Regions from separate parts of the Mus musculus genome. Here regions 1, 2 and 3 are each linked to region 4. A link is a contact called in public Hi-C, HiChIP or PLAC-seq and capture Hi-C data. All regions are on one chromosome and are shown on one strand. The core of a region is the stretch at or near the end of the contact, and the rest is flanking DNA. Distances in the headings are between cores, read along the strand shown.

Region 1 (2,959 bases), core at 442-2,941, 750 kb before region 4:
ATTGTACCCCCATAGCCCATTTGTTTTCCTGGGCAGCACGGGACACCGAGAATCATGAGGCTCTCTACCAGCCCAGGGCTGGAGTAAGCATAGCAGAGCATAGCTGCAGTCCCAGCATAGCTGTAGTCCCAGCTATTCAGGATGCTGTGGAAGAAGGTCGATCTATTCGCATTAAAGAGCAACCTTAAGGCCCACCTCAGCCATTTATTGAGACACTCAATGAGACTCTCAATTCCTCAATGAGAACTAGCAATGGGCACCAGACTCCTTGCCATTTGCCTGCTACACACAAGCTCAGAATTCATTCCCCAGCACCACAGAACATGAACATATTTTCTGTTTTAGAATAGACAGGGGTCTCTTCTGGGGTAAGGTATTCCTGTTTTTTTTCTAAAAGCTGGGATTTGGAGGTTTAAAAAAAAAAAACCAAAAACAACAAAACCAAAAACAAACCCCTGCTTGCCTCAGTTCCTGAGTCCTGGGATTAAAGGTTCATGCCACCAACCTGCTTTTTTTTTTTTTTTTTTTTTTTTGGTTTTTCGAGACAGGGTTTCTCTGTGTAGCCCTGGCTGTCCTGGAACTCTGGAACTCACTCTGTAGACCAGGCTGGCCTCGAACTCAGAAATCTGCCTGCCTCTGCCTCCCAAGTGCTGGGATTAAAGGCGTGCGCCACCACGCCCGGCTGCACCAACCTGCTTTTAATTATTTTATTTTTACTTTATATGTTTGAGTTATTTTGCTGGCATGTATGCTGTGCACCATTGCATGCCTGGTGCCCGTGGAAGCCAGAAGAGGGTGCAGGAGACAACTGGAGTTACAGATGGTTGTGAACCATAAGCTGCCACGTGGGTGCTGGGAATCAAATCTCAAGATCTGTGAGAACAGCCAGTTCTTTTAACCACTGAGACATCTCTCTAATCCTTAATTTTTTTATTTTATTTTTATTTTTTATTTTTGCCAGGCAGTAGTGGTGCACACCTTTAGTTCCATGCAAAGGGAGGTGCATCTCTGAGTTTGAGGCCAGCCTGGTCTACAGAGTGAGCACCAGGACAGCCAGGGCTGCGCAGAGAAACCCTGTCTCAATTCCATTCCTGGCTCCCAAAATAGAAAAAAATAAAACAGAAAATTGATCTCTGACCCTCAGACCCCCACATACATGCCAGGATGCGCGCGCCTCCCCCAACAAACAAACAAACGAACATGATAACGATGGATGAGGGTGACTGTGCCATGGTGGGCCACGCTCCTGTCTCTGGCGGAGAATGGAAGAGTGACCAGGATTCCACTCAGAGTAGGCAAATCCAGTGTAAAGGGCTCTCTTTCCCCTTCCTCTCCTTTCTTCTGGAAGATTTGTGCTTTTCCAGTTCTTTTCCCAGAGGAGCAGTAAGAACGCAGTCTCCTTGGCTCTCCCTCCTTGGCCGTTTGAAGCCTCGTATTCTAGTCCATGGAGAGAGTGATGATCCATAGGCAGGGAGATCCTGATGGATGCCAGGGGTGAAGTCCCAGGGGAGCCAGAGGTACCACTCACCCAAGGAGTCAGGAAGTCGGTGGACCCCCCGATCCAGGGCGTTTCTGGTCTAGCCATTTGTGGGGCCACAGTGGAGGAGGCAGGGGGCTGGATCCAATGACCTCTGGGCGTCCTTCCTGGCTGCAGCTTTTGTATTTCAGAGCAGTCTTTCATGAACTAAGTGTGAGTCATTGCTTTCAGAGCTGACTACTCCCACTGCAGTGGCTCAGGGACAGGGCTGAAGCAGCCACACGTCTGCTTCTCCTCGGAAGGAGGGTCACTGTCGCTGCTCAGACGTGGGGTGGGCGGAGCGAGAGCCAGGTGCCTGGAAGTGCCCCCCTCAGGATGGTTGTGGGGATTGGGACGCCCCCTTAGGAGGGGTGAGGGATTGCTGGCTTTGCTTAATAGGAGAGTAGAATTTTGTGAGTGGCAGAAACGCTTGAGACTGGAGCAGTGGGGGTGAACCAGAGGACTTCAGAGCCATGTAAGGATGCAACGTGTTCATCACTTTGAGACCCATTCTTATTCCTGAATGATCTTTGTTCTCCTTTTATGACCAGAAAGAGTCTTAATTTGAGGGTAAACTTTGTTTTCTTTTTAGAATGGCTGAAGTAGATTCAACTAGGTTGGAATAATTTGGGTTACAATAGGGGCAATAAACAGAGTGGAGAGGTAGAGGCAGGAGGACTCCTGTAAGTCTGAGTCTAGCCTAGGGTTACTCTGATGACTAATCTCATTTGCAAGCTTGACTCACCTGGCAAGAGGGAACCGCAATGGAGGACCTGCCTTCACCCGATTGGCCTGTGCACATGTCTGTATAGCATTGTCTTGATTGCTGATTGGTGGAGCAGGACCTAGCACACTGTAGGCGGTGCTACCCCTGGGCACATGGTCCAGGGTTATATAAGGAAGCTAGCTGGGAGAAGCAGGGGGCAAGCCAGTCAGCAGTGTTTCTCCATGGACTGTAAAATGTAAGGGGAATCGGATCCTTTCCTCTCGAGTGGCTTTGGTCCTGGTGTTTAACAGAGCAACAGGACGGTTGTGGGGATTTTAGATTTGTACCATCATGGCTGGCATCCGTACAGACATGTAGGCAAGTGCTCCCGGCCAGGACAAGCGGGTTGAAGGCCAGAAGACAATTTGTGTTTGGAAACCGAATTTCTCATTCCTCGGTAGAACCTAGAGACTGAACTTGGGTCTTCAGGTTTGACAGATACCGCCTTTATCGGCCGAGTTACCTGTCCCTCCCCCCACCATCTTGAGGAGGAAATGAGGAAAAAGCTGGCGAGAGGAGGTGCATGATCAGTGACTATTGGTTTTGGGTTTTTTTTGGTTTTTTGAGACAGGGTTTCTCTGTATAGCCCTGGCTGTTCTGGAACTCACTCTGTAGACTAGGCTGGCCTCTAACTCAGAAATCTGCCTGCCTCTGCCTCCCAAGTGCTGGGATTAAAG
Region 2 (2,851 bases), core at 18-2,517, 930 kb before region 4:
TGGCTGTCCTGGGACTCACTCAGTAGACCAGGCTGGCCTCACAGAGATCCAGTCACACAGATCCATCTGCCTCTGCCTACCAAGTGTTGAGATTAAGGGCGTGCAACACCACTGCCATGCTTACTACAGAATTTTCAAGTATTTTTACTATAATAAAACATAAATTTGCTTTTTCTTCCAGAAACTTCCATCCTAGTCAGACTAGTGTGGGGCTAAACAACCTCCTCCCAGGGGTCTTTATCACCTATTAAGGGTATAGACATAACGTGTATGTATAATTTTTCACTTAAATCTCTGAGAGAAAAAAAACAAAAACCAACTGATCCCAGTTATTTCAAAACTTAGACTCAACTGGCGAACAGCTATAGTCCCAGCAACAAGGGAGACAAAGGCTGAGTTCGAGGTCAGCCTGGTCTGTGGGAGTCTAACAGTGCAAGTCCCACAGCAGCTGGGGTGGTTTCACAAAGAAACACTGTAGTGGAAACAAACTAACAAACAAACAAAAAGCCAACAAAACAAAAGAAAACAAAACCCCAACATTTAAGTCTCCCTTTCCTCCCTCAGACCTATTTTAGGGGTGGAGGAGCGCAGGATTTTGTGGAAACAGTACCTATTTCCTACCAAACTCTTCCTGCTTTCCCCTTAGCCTGAAGGTACGAAGCGCACAAGCCCTGTGACAATGGGATACAGTTTTTCCCTTGTGGCTCCCCGGCGGGCGTGGAACTCTCGAGCCTCCTGCCTCGGCCTCCGAGGAGCCGGTGACAGGCAGCACTGCCCCGCCCACGCACCGAGAACGGGGCGGGTCTAAGGGCGCCGACCTCGTCCCTGCCCCCACACCCTCTTCCGGAGGGGAAAAAATACCCCAGCAAGTCACCGCGCTTTGTCTTAACGTTCCTTTGCCAGCGCTAAACACCGCCAAAGAGGTCACCTAGGGAACCAGAGCAGAAACTGGCCCGCATAAAAATCAAATAGGACCTGCTGAAAAACACGCAATTATTTCTACCGGAAGTACTGGGGAATATAAAACACTTGTTACCACAGATTTCGACAGTTTTTCCGGCTACAGTATCACAGGAAAGTGGGATTTAGTCGTCTCGTCCCACCATCCTCAGATTTCACAAATACTTAAAAATAAAAATAAATAAAAAATTAAAAAAAAAAATCTCCTCAGGCTTTTCCCGCCAGATAATGGGGGCGGATCCTGCTCCGCTCTCTCCGCTCCGCCCCGGAGCTGCGTCCTCAGCTCTCGGGCGCCCCCGTCGCCTCAAGTAGATTTTAGAATTCTCCCAGGAGCCCCAGCGGGAGGAGGCTCCGCCCCCTCATGAATATCGAGCAGCCTCGCCTCCTCTGCCCCTCCCCTCATGAATATTCAGAGATCTCCCGGGAACCCTGCGGGCGGAGCCTCACCCTCTCAAGAAAGGATGAGACGCCGGGATCCTCGGCTCTTTTGCCTCCTCTCTTGAATCGCTCGGAGCACTCCCAGGAGTCCACGCACGGGAGGAGGCCCCACCCCCTCGCGAATAGAAAGAAACCTCGGCTCTTCAGTCTTTCCCTTATGAATACCCAGAACCTTCTCGGGAAACGCCCCCAAGCAGGCCACGCCCTCTCATGAATACTAAGCAGAGGCTCCCATGGTGCCCTCCTGTTCAGGGATGTTATTCGGAGTGAGGCCCTTAAAAGCCCGTGCTACCTCCATTTTAGACACCAAGTTGCTGAACGGGAGAAACGGGAGCTCTTATGGTAGGGTAAGTGGGGAGGCTGTAAATGGAGATCTCAAACTTGGAGGAGTTATACGCTCCACTACGTTTTTTTACACTCAGGTTTTAAAAAAAAGATTTTATTTACTTTACGTTTAGGAGTCCACTTTTGCTGTCTTCAGACACCCAGAAGAGGGCATCAGTTCTCATCACAGATGGTTATGAGCCACCATGTGGGTGCTGGGAATTGAACTCAGGACCTCTGGAAGAGCAGTCAGTGCTCTTAACCACTGAGCCATCTCTCCATCCCTACACTCAGTTTTAAGGCAGTTTCCGATTCACTCTTCCCCTGGGCCAACAGGATCTGTCACAAGAGCTTTTCATTAAAAAGTTGTTAGATGCCTGGTGTGATGGCATTTCCCGATGGAGGCAGGAGGCTAAACCAGCCTAAGCTACTTGAGAATCTGGCTCAACCACCCCACCCCCAAAGCCCTTAATATTAAATTCTCATTTATTTACAGATTCTGTGTCTTTTTCTTTTCTCTTTTTCTTTGAGACAAGGTCTTGTTGGGTAGTGCTAGGCTAGCCTAAACCTCTGACTCTTGCATGAGCCAGTTACAGTGCTGGGATTACAAAAATCATGATCCAGTATGCAGGGCTTGATTCAGATGGAAGCCTGCAGTGGGGCAGGCTGTCTGGGAGGCCTTAAAGATATAACAGAATGATACATATTATTTGAGACTGGGTCTCTTGTAGTCCAGGCCTCCTAGACTCCTCAGGTACATAGGCATATATATTCAGGAAAAACACCTATCCACATAGAAACACAAGAAAACCAAACAACCAGTTAAAGTAGATAACAGATACCCTGACTTCCCTGGGTTGGAGTAGCCTAGCGGTAGAATGCTTGCCTAGAACACACTGGAGCCTAGTTTCCACCCCTAGCATCCTCAAAGTCCTGACTTCCCTCTTCTAAATCTTCCTCCAGGTTTCTTTTGGAAATCTGTACCTCTTAGATGTTGGGAGCATTAGCATTAGTATGTACTTAGCAGATGTGAGGTCCCAGGTTCAAACCCCCACCCTACCCCCAAAAAGCAAAAAAAAAAAAAAAAAAAAAAAAACCCACTTTACATGACTTTTTCTGTAGCCATACT
Region 3 (2,793 bases), core at 59-2,558, 660 kb before region 4:
CACCCGAAGCCCACAAACTTTTTGTCTCAAATTTATCTTTTAAAGGGAGCTGAAGGGAAACACTGGGTGTTAAAAATACAACAAGAGAGAGGAGACAGGAAGCCAGCAAGTGAGATGAACACTGAGCCTGGGCCCAGCACAGGTCAGTCAGCCTGAGCCTCTGCCAGAAAAGGCCAGGTAACATTTTCTCTTGTGTAAGTTTCTTTGTCTCTCGGCCTACCAATGAAACCTCCAGCACATCTCCAAACTACTGTATTTCATTTCACCAGTACTTAGGATACTTCCCAAAGGAATCCCTTTCTCAGTCGTGAACTCGCTTTTAAAGATCTTTCTGACTATGTACGGTTCCATTCCAAGACTACAAACCTCCTTTTCAGAGGACAAACTTAAGACAAAACAAAAAAACAAAACAAAACAAACCAGGAATGGGTTCTCCGAAGGCTCTCAGACCTTCCTCGCATTCTCGGAACAGATATCTAAGTTCCCAATAAACAATGAACCACAAAAGTATTAGACTACACGGGGAAGAGGAAGTATTAGAATATCCAAACAGCACGAAAACCCCACAGTCGCCTCTATCGTCCCAGTTTACTACCACCCCCAACTTCCTACTTCCACCGAGGACTAATCGATTCCCGCTCGGGTGGAGATTCACGAAGGCAGCAGGCGCTGGCCAGTCGGGGACTGAGTGCTTTCACTGCGTGGTGGAAGGAGGCTAGCCAAGGGCTGGGCAGAGAATGGGAAGCTGGGTGTTATGGGGGAGGGGGGATTTAGGGCGCCAGGGCTAATCCCGGCCAGGGCCCGCGGGTGGAAGGGGCAGCAGGCGAACCTCCCGGAAGGCGAGGCAAGCCGGTGCGCGGGGCTTGCGGGTCGCAAGCAGGGGAGGACGCCGGCGGCCGCATCGGGGGCGGGTGGCGGGCCGCACAAGGGAGGAGGCTCCGGTCGAGCTACTGTTTGGGGTGCGAGAGCTGGCCTTCGCCGCCGCCCGAGACCCCTCCGAGCTCACACCTCAAACCTGCTCTTGGTCACTCCGTTCACGTCCCTCCTCATGGGGCCGGCGGGTGCGGCCCGGGCAGGGCGCTGCGGCGTGCGGAGTGCAAAGATAGGGGCCAGGGCAGGCCCCGGAGTTCCGGGAGCGGGAGGCGGCGGCGGCAGCAAGGCGAGGCTCGCCCGGCCGACGCGGAGGAGCGACCGCTCGAGTCCCGCGGGGGCCTCCACCACCGCCCGCGGCGTCCGCGGCCGCGACGACTGCCAGTCGCTAGCTCGGTCCTCTCCAAAGCCTCAACTTCAACCCAAAACAAAAACACTCCCCACCTGCCAGCAACGCCGCTCCTCATTGGGCAGAGCCGCCCGGGCCTCGGAACGTCGGGGGAGGGGAGGAGCGCTCGGCGGCGGCGGCGCGAGCCCACCCCTCCCCCACCCGGCGCAGCCCCGGACGGTGAGCCCGCGAGCGCCTGGAACGTGGGGTGACCGGGCGCCAGCCCACCAGGACAAGGAGAAGCAGGGAAGTGCCCAAGTGCGCGCCTGCTTCGGTGCGCGCGCGGGCGTGGGGGGGGGGGGCACGGTGTGTGTGCTGTGGGGCGGGTGCGAGTGCGCGCGTGCCCGCGGACCGGCGAGAAGAGCAGAACAGGGACAGGAACATCACCGGATCCCCTCCAGCACTGCGAGGGCTCACTGGCACGTAGCGACCCACGCGGAACCTGAGCTTTCAGCCTAGGGTCCCCAGCTCTGATCTGATCACTTCCCCGGCGGCCTGAGCTGGCACCCACGTCTTTCTGACCACCCAGCTCCCGTCCTCTATCACTCACTGTCGCCTTGAACCCAAAGTGCAGCAGGCGGTCCCTGCTCGGAGCCATTTTCCTCCTCTTTCTAGACGTCTCTAGGTTGGGGCAGTGCCGCCGCCGCTGCCGCCGTAGGTGCTGCCGCCGCCTCCCCCACCCCGGTGAATTGCATTACGGGGTGCTGCAGGGAGGCCTGGGGGGCCCCTGCGGGGCGGATGGCTCTCAGTGCCAGGCTCCAGAAGGCAGGAGCTGGTTGCGCTAAGAGGAGGACGTAGCGCCAGCTCTGCACAGGAGCTGGCAGCGAGGCTACACCTCGGGATCAGGGGGTGCAATGCCCCAGCCCAGTACCCATTCCTTGGGCCGGGGGAGGGGCTGGCGTCAATCGGGTGGGGGCGGGCAAGGCACAAGGGCCATTGGCGTCCCCGCCCCTCCGGCCGCTGGCGCCCAATGGGCTGCAGCGGCTGCTCACCCTCCAATCGGAGAGCTGGTTCGTGAGAGCCACGGCGTGACGCCATTTCGGCGGGAGAAACAAGCATGTAGGAGCGAGTAGGCGGGGGCGGTTGCCCATAGGAAACTCTTCCATTGGATTTCGCTCCTAGTATAAAAGGTAGTCTGTCATCTTTTTGTTAACTCCAGCCTTCAAGACTTCCAAAATCTATGACCTATTTTCCACGAATTATGAAACAACCGAGAGTGAAATTGCTCCGTCAGAGACATTACAAAATGTACCAAACCTGAAATATTAAAAACTACCATAAATCCCAGCCGTCCTAATTAGACCTTAATACTGCTTCCAATTTTATGCTCAAAGCAATTACGAGTTTGTCGTCAGACCTTTTCTACTTAGTTTTAGAACTTGAAAAAGATGAACTTTTAAGAGCAAAAGTGTTACAGTATACCCACATACATGAAATAAGCAAATGTGTACAAAAAGAGAGAAAGGCTGGTCCTCTTTAAAAACTAAAAGAGCAAAATGTTGTGAACCTTTTTTAAAAAAAACTTATGATTTATA
Region 4 (3,012 bases), core at 112-2,611:
ACCCTGTCTCAAAAAACAAAAGAAAGTAGGATCCAGAGCAGGATTACAGGTATTGTCCCCTCATAGCCTGCATCTGGGGAGGCTGAAGCTGGTGGGTCCCGAGTGATGAAAAGGCTAGCTTGAGGTCATAGATTTTCTTAAAAAAAAAAAAAAAAAAGAAAAAAGAAAAAAAACATCCCAAGCTGGATTCCGACCAAACAACTAAAGGACAAAGTGGCATGCTATCCTTGTCCTTATTTAGACACTCAACTTGGCAGTCTTGCTGCACCATTTTAGATTGTGATGGATAAGATTCTTATGCCTTTCACACTTATTAAATCATGCATCCTCCATTTTGAGTTCAGGCAGTTGTTTCTGGAGCTGAACTCCATGATACATTTGGCCACCTGTCACCAGTTGAATCAGTCCCTGCAGACAGTCATGATTCCTTGGAGTCTCATACTGTTTATAGATCTGGTAAGCAGTGGGGACCTTTAGCTATTTATGAAAACAGCTCAGAGTCCTCTTAACTCATCTATTTGATGTATATTAACAATATGCAGTAATAAATTAGCTTACAAACTATATGTTGCTGCAAGGTAGTTGTGCTGAGTTTTCTTTCACTGCTGATAAATGCATACCCAAAGCATTCTCTGTAGAGTAACAATGCACCAGGATTTGAAACTAATACCTCGAGACATTGAAGGGGCAGAGAGGGTCCAAAACTAGCCTCTTAACTAGTCAAGGGTGATCCAGCTCTGATGTTTTAAAAGCATAGTAAGACTAGTGTCCTTCCAACCTTCAGTTCTCAAAATGAGATAACTAGGTTAGGAAGACACATGGAGAAAGGAGATTTTGAATACACCCAGGAAACACCGCAATACTAAGTTCTGTCCCCACTGCAGTTTCTCCTTTCCCCTAAATTTAGACTGAGGTGAAGAGCTGGCAACTGACGCAGGACTAAAGGCTTTTTCACCTGGACTCGTGATTTTTAACCATGCGAAGGAATACAGTAAAATGTTCTGTATAGAATTCAGGGGAAAGCGAGCAATGGAAAACGAAAATCATGCAATTGCTCCAACGTCGCACTGGAGCTAGAAGAGCTCGAAACCCTCCCCAAGGAAAGTCCAAGATGGCCGAGCTAAGAACCCGAAGAGGATGCAATAGCCCCGCTCCCAGGCGCCCTCCGCCCGCCGGGGCTAGGGGTGTGGGGGTGTGGGGAAATAAAGCGCTAGGCCACGCCTCCTTACATCACCGACAGACGTCATCTCGCTCTCCAGAAAACGTGCCGCAGGGTGCAGGCCCCGCCCCGCGGAAAGAAGGGCGGCCCTCCCTGGACGTGAAGCACGCTGGGACTCCGGAGTCTCGAGCTTCCCGGCAGCCTCCGCGGCGGGCGTGGTGCGTAAGGAGCTGACCAGCGGTGGCCGTTCTCCGTAAGATGGCGGACCGGCGGCGGCAGCGCGCTTCCCAGGACACGGAGGACGAGGAATCCGGGGCTTCGGGTTCCGACAGCGGCTCTCCGGCGCGGGGCGGCGGCAGCTGCAGCGGGAGCGTCGGAGGCGGCGGCAGTGGCTCGCTGCCTTCTCAGCGCGGCGGCCGCGGCGGGGGCCTTCACCTGCGGCGGGTGGAGAGCGGGGGCGCCAAGAGCGCCGAGGAGTCTGAGTGTGTGAGTGAGCGGCGGGCGGTCCAGGGCGGCGACCCGGCAGGGGGCGGGCTGGAGATGCTGTGAGATGCCGGGCCTCCTCTTAGAGGGAAAGAAAGGTTGTCCCGCTGCGAATCTGCATCCACCCAGAGCCCCGGGGAAGGAGGACTGGGTGGTTTCTGAGCTCAGGGCGTGCAATGTTTACACGGAAACTGGGGCTGGGATGTAGAGAACCGCCATTCTCGATGTGACTTCTGAAGATTTATCTTGCCCCATATTCCTACCCAACCATCTGTGTTGATTCTTCAGTCGTCCCTCACGGTTATCTGCGGGTGGGCTCCCCGCGTCTGGAAATCACCAACTCTAACCTGTGTGATCTTCTTCCTCCCAGGAGAGTGAAGATGGCATGGAAGGAGATGGTGAGTAATTTTACTTTATCTTGAATTCTTGTGGATGTAAATTAAGGCCATGTATATCTTACACTGGGTCTTTCTCGGTTTGTTAGGGGTTTTTGGAGAGCGTTCCCCGGGAGTGGCGTTTGTGTCATGGTGATGATGAGCATGCTTGTTTGGTTTGGTTCCTTTTTGGAAGGTGACAGATTGAGTGCACTGTGGTGACTTAGAATAACACCTGACAACAGCATAGTTTTTCGTCAGTGTGGTCCCAAAGTTCTCCATCTGTCAACAGAAACTATAATTTTATCTGCCCCAGAAAGTTGCTGCGTCCACAAATTAAGTGAGGATGTTTGCCTGGCCCAAAACGAACTGTCAGAAATGTAGTAACAAACGTTTATGTTATTACATATCACATAATTTGTCTTTTCCTTTCAGCTGTTCTTTCCGATTATGAAAGTGCAGAAGATTCAGAAGTGAGTGTGATAGATTCTTTTTCCTTATGGCGTAAGTCAGAAAATGTCTCTTTAAAAAAACCTCTAGCTGTGTGGTACAAAAATTCCCTGACTTGCTTCTCTTATACATTCTTCTCGTGTGCTTTTAAAAGTCTGTTAGAAGTCTGGTGATGGTGGCACATGTCTTTAATTCCAGCCTTGCCCGGTTAATGACTGCAACTTGAAGCCACACCTCTTGAAGGGACAGGTTACACTTAGTTGATTTATTCTCAGTAAAGAAAGTGAGTTTGTGAGTCAGAGAATACGATGCTGAAATCCTTTACAAGGTGTTGGACAGGGTCCTTTATATGTCTGGATTGAGAAGACAGCCACTTGACTGGCTCCTCATGCATGCATGATTTTGAAATCTTGGAAGGACAGAATTCTGAATAGTTTGTGCAAAAACGCATCCTTCGTGGTGGTGCATGCCTTGAATCCCAGCAATTGGGAGGCAGAGGCAGGCAGATTTCCGAGTTCGAGGCCAGCCTGGTCTACAGAGTGAGTC

Evidence for each region. A called contact is a pair of places that touch in the nucleus more often than the background predicts. HiChIP or PLAC-seq counts read pairs in DNA pulled down with a chosen protein or histone mark. Capture Hi-C pulls out chosen DNA fragments and counts their contacts.
Region 1: a contact with region 4 is called in a FOXA1 HiChIP or PLAC-seq map of pancreatic cancer cells. The contact joins the enhancer-like site here to the promoter of Casc3 in region 4. A contact is called at or near these places in 2 of 39 promoter capture datasets (hippocampal neurons and pre-B cells) and 1 of 115 datasets of contacts at active chromatin or transcription factors (pancreatic cancer cells).
Region 2: a Hi-C map of B cells shows a contact between it and region 4, with 6 read pairs. The contact joins the promoter of Fbxo47 here to the promoter of Casc3 in region 4. A contact is called at or near these places in 2 of 39 promoter capture datasets (liver and pre-B cells) and 1 of 484 Hi-C or Micro-C datasets (B cells).
Region 3: a capture Hi-C map of embryonic tail shows a contact between it and region 4, with 2.2 times the contacts expected there. The contact joins the promoter of Fbxl20 here to the promoter of Casc3 in region 4. A contact is called at or near these places in 6 of 39 promoter capture datasets (the C10 cell line, cranial neural crest, hippocampal neurons and 2 more) and 1 of 9 other capture datasets (embryonic tail).

What each region holds. Positions count from the first base shown.
Region 1 is chr11:98,055,865-98,058,823 of GRCm38.p6, forward strand. No RefSeq gene overlaps it. Among named protein-coding and RNA genes, the nearest start is that of Stac2, 3.9 kb to the left of the region's middle. Within about 2 kb of position 1,692, at least 116 of the 459 cell types and tissues checked have an H3K27ac peak or open chromatin away from gene starts, as enhancers often do. A contact at or near this core is called in hippocampal neurons and pancreatic cancer cells, where this site is marked.
Region 2 is chr11:97,882,887-97,885,737 of GRCm38.p6, forward strand. It overlaps Fbxo47 (F-box protein 47), which reads right to left and starts at 1,268. Exons shown (of 11, transcript NM_001081435.1): 1 at 1,037-1,268.
Region 3 is chr11:98,148,308-98,151,100 of GRCm38.p6, forward strand. Fbxl20 (F-box and leucine-rich repeat protein 20) reads right to left here and starts at 1,309. Exons shown (of 15, transcript NM_028149.1): 1 at 1,009-1,309. The coding sequence starts at 1,050.
Region 4 is chr11:98,808,447-98,811,458 of GRCm38.p6, forward strand. Casc3 (cancer susceptibility candidate 3) reads left to right here and starts at 1,362. Exons shown (of 14, transcript NM_138660.2): 1 at 1,362-1,645; 2 at 2,013-2,040; 3 at 2,452-2,489. The coding sequence starts at 1,418. It overlaps Gm12359 (predicted gene 12359), which reads right to left and starts at 1,643. Exons shown (of 3, transcript NR_033551.1): 1 at 1,230-1,643.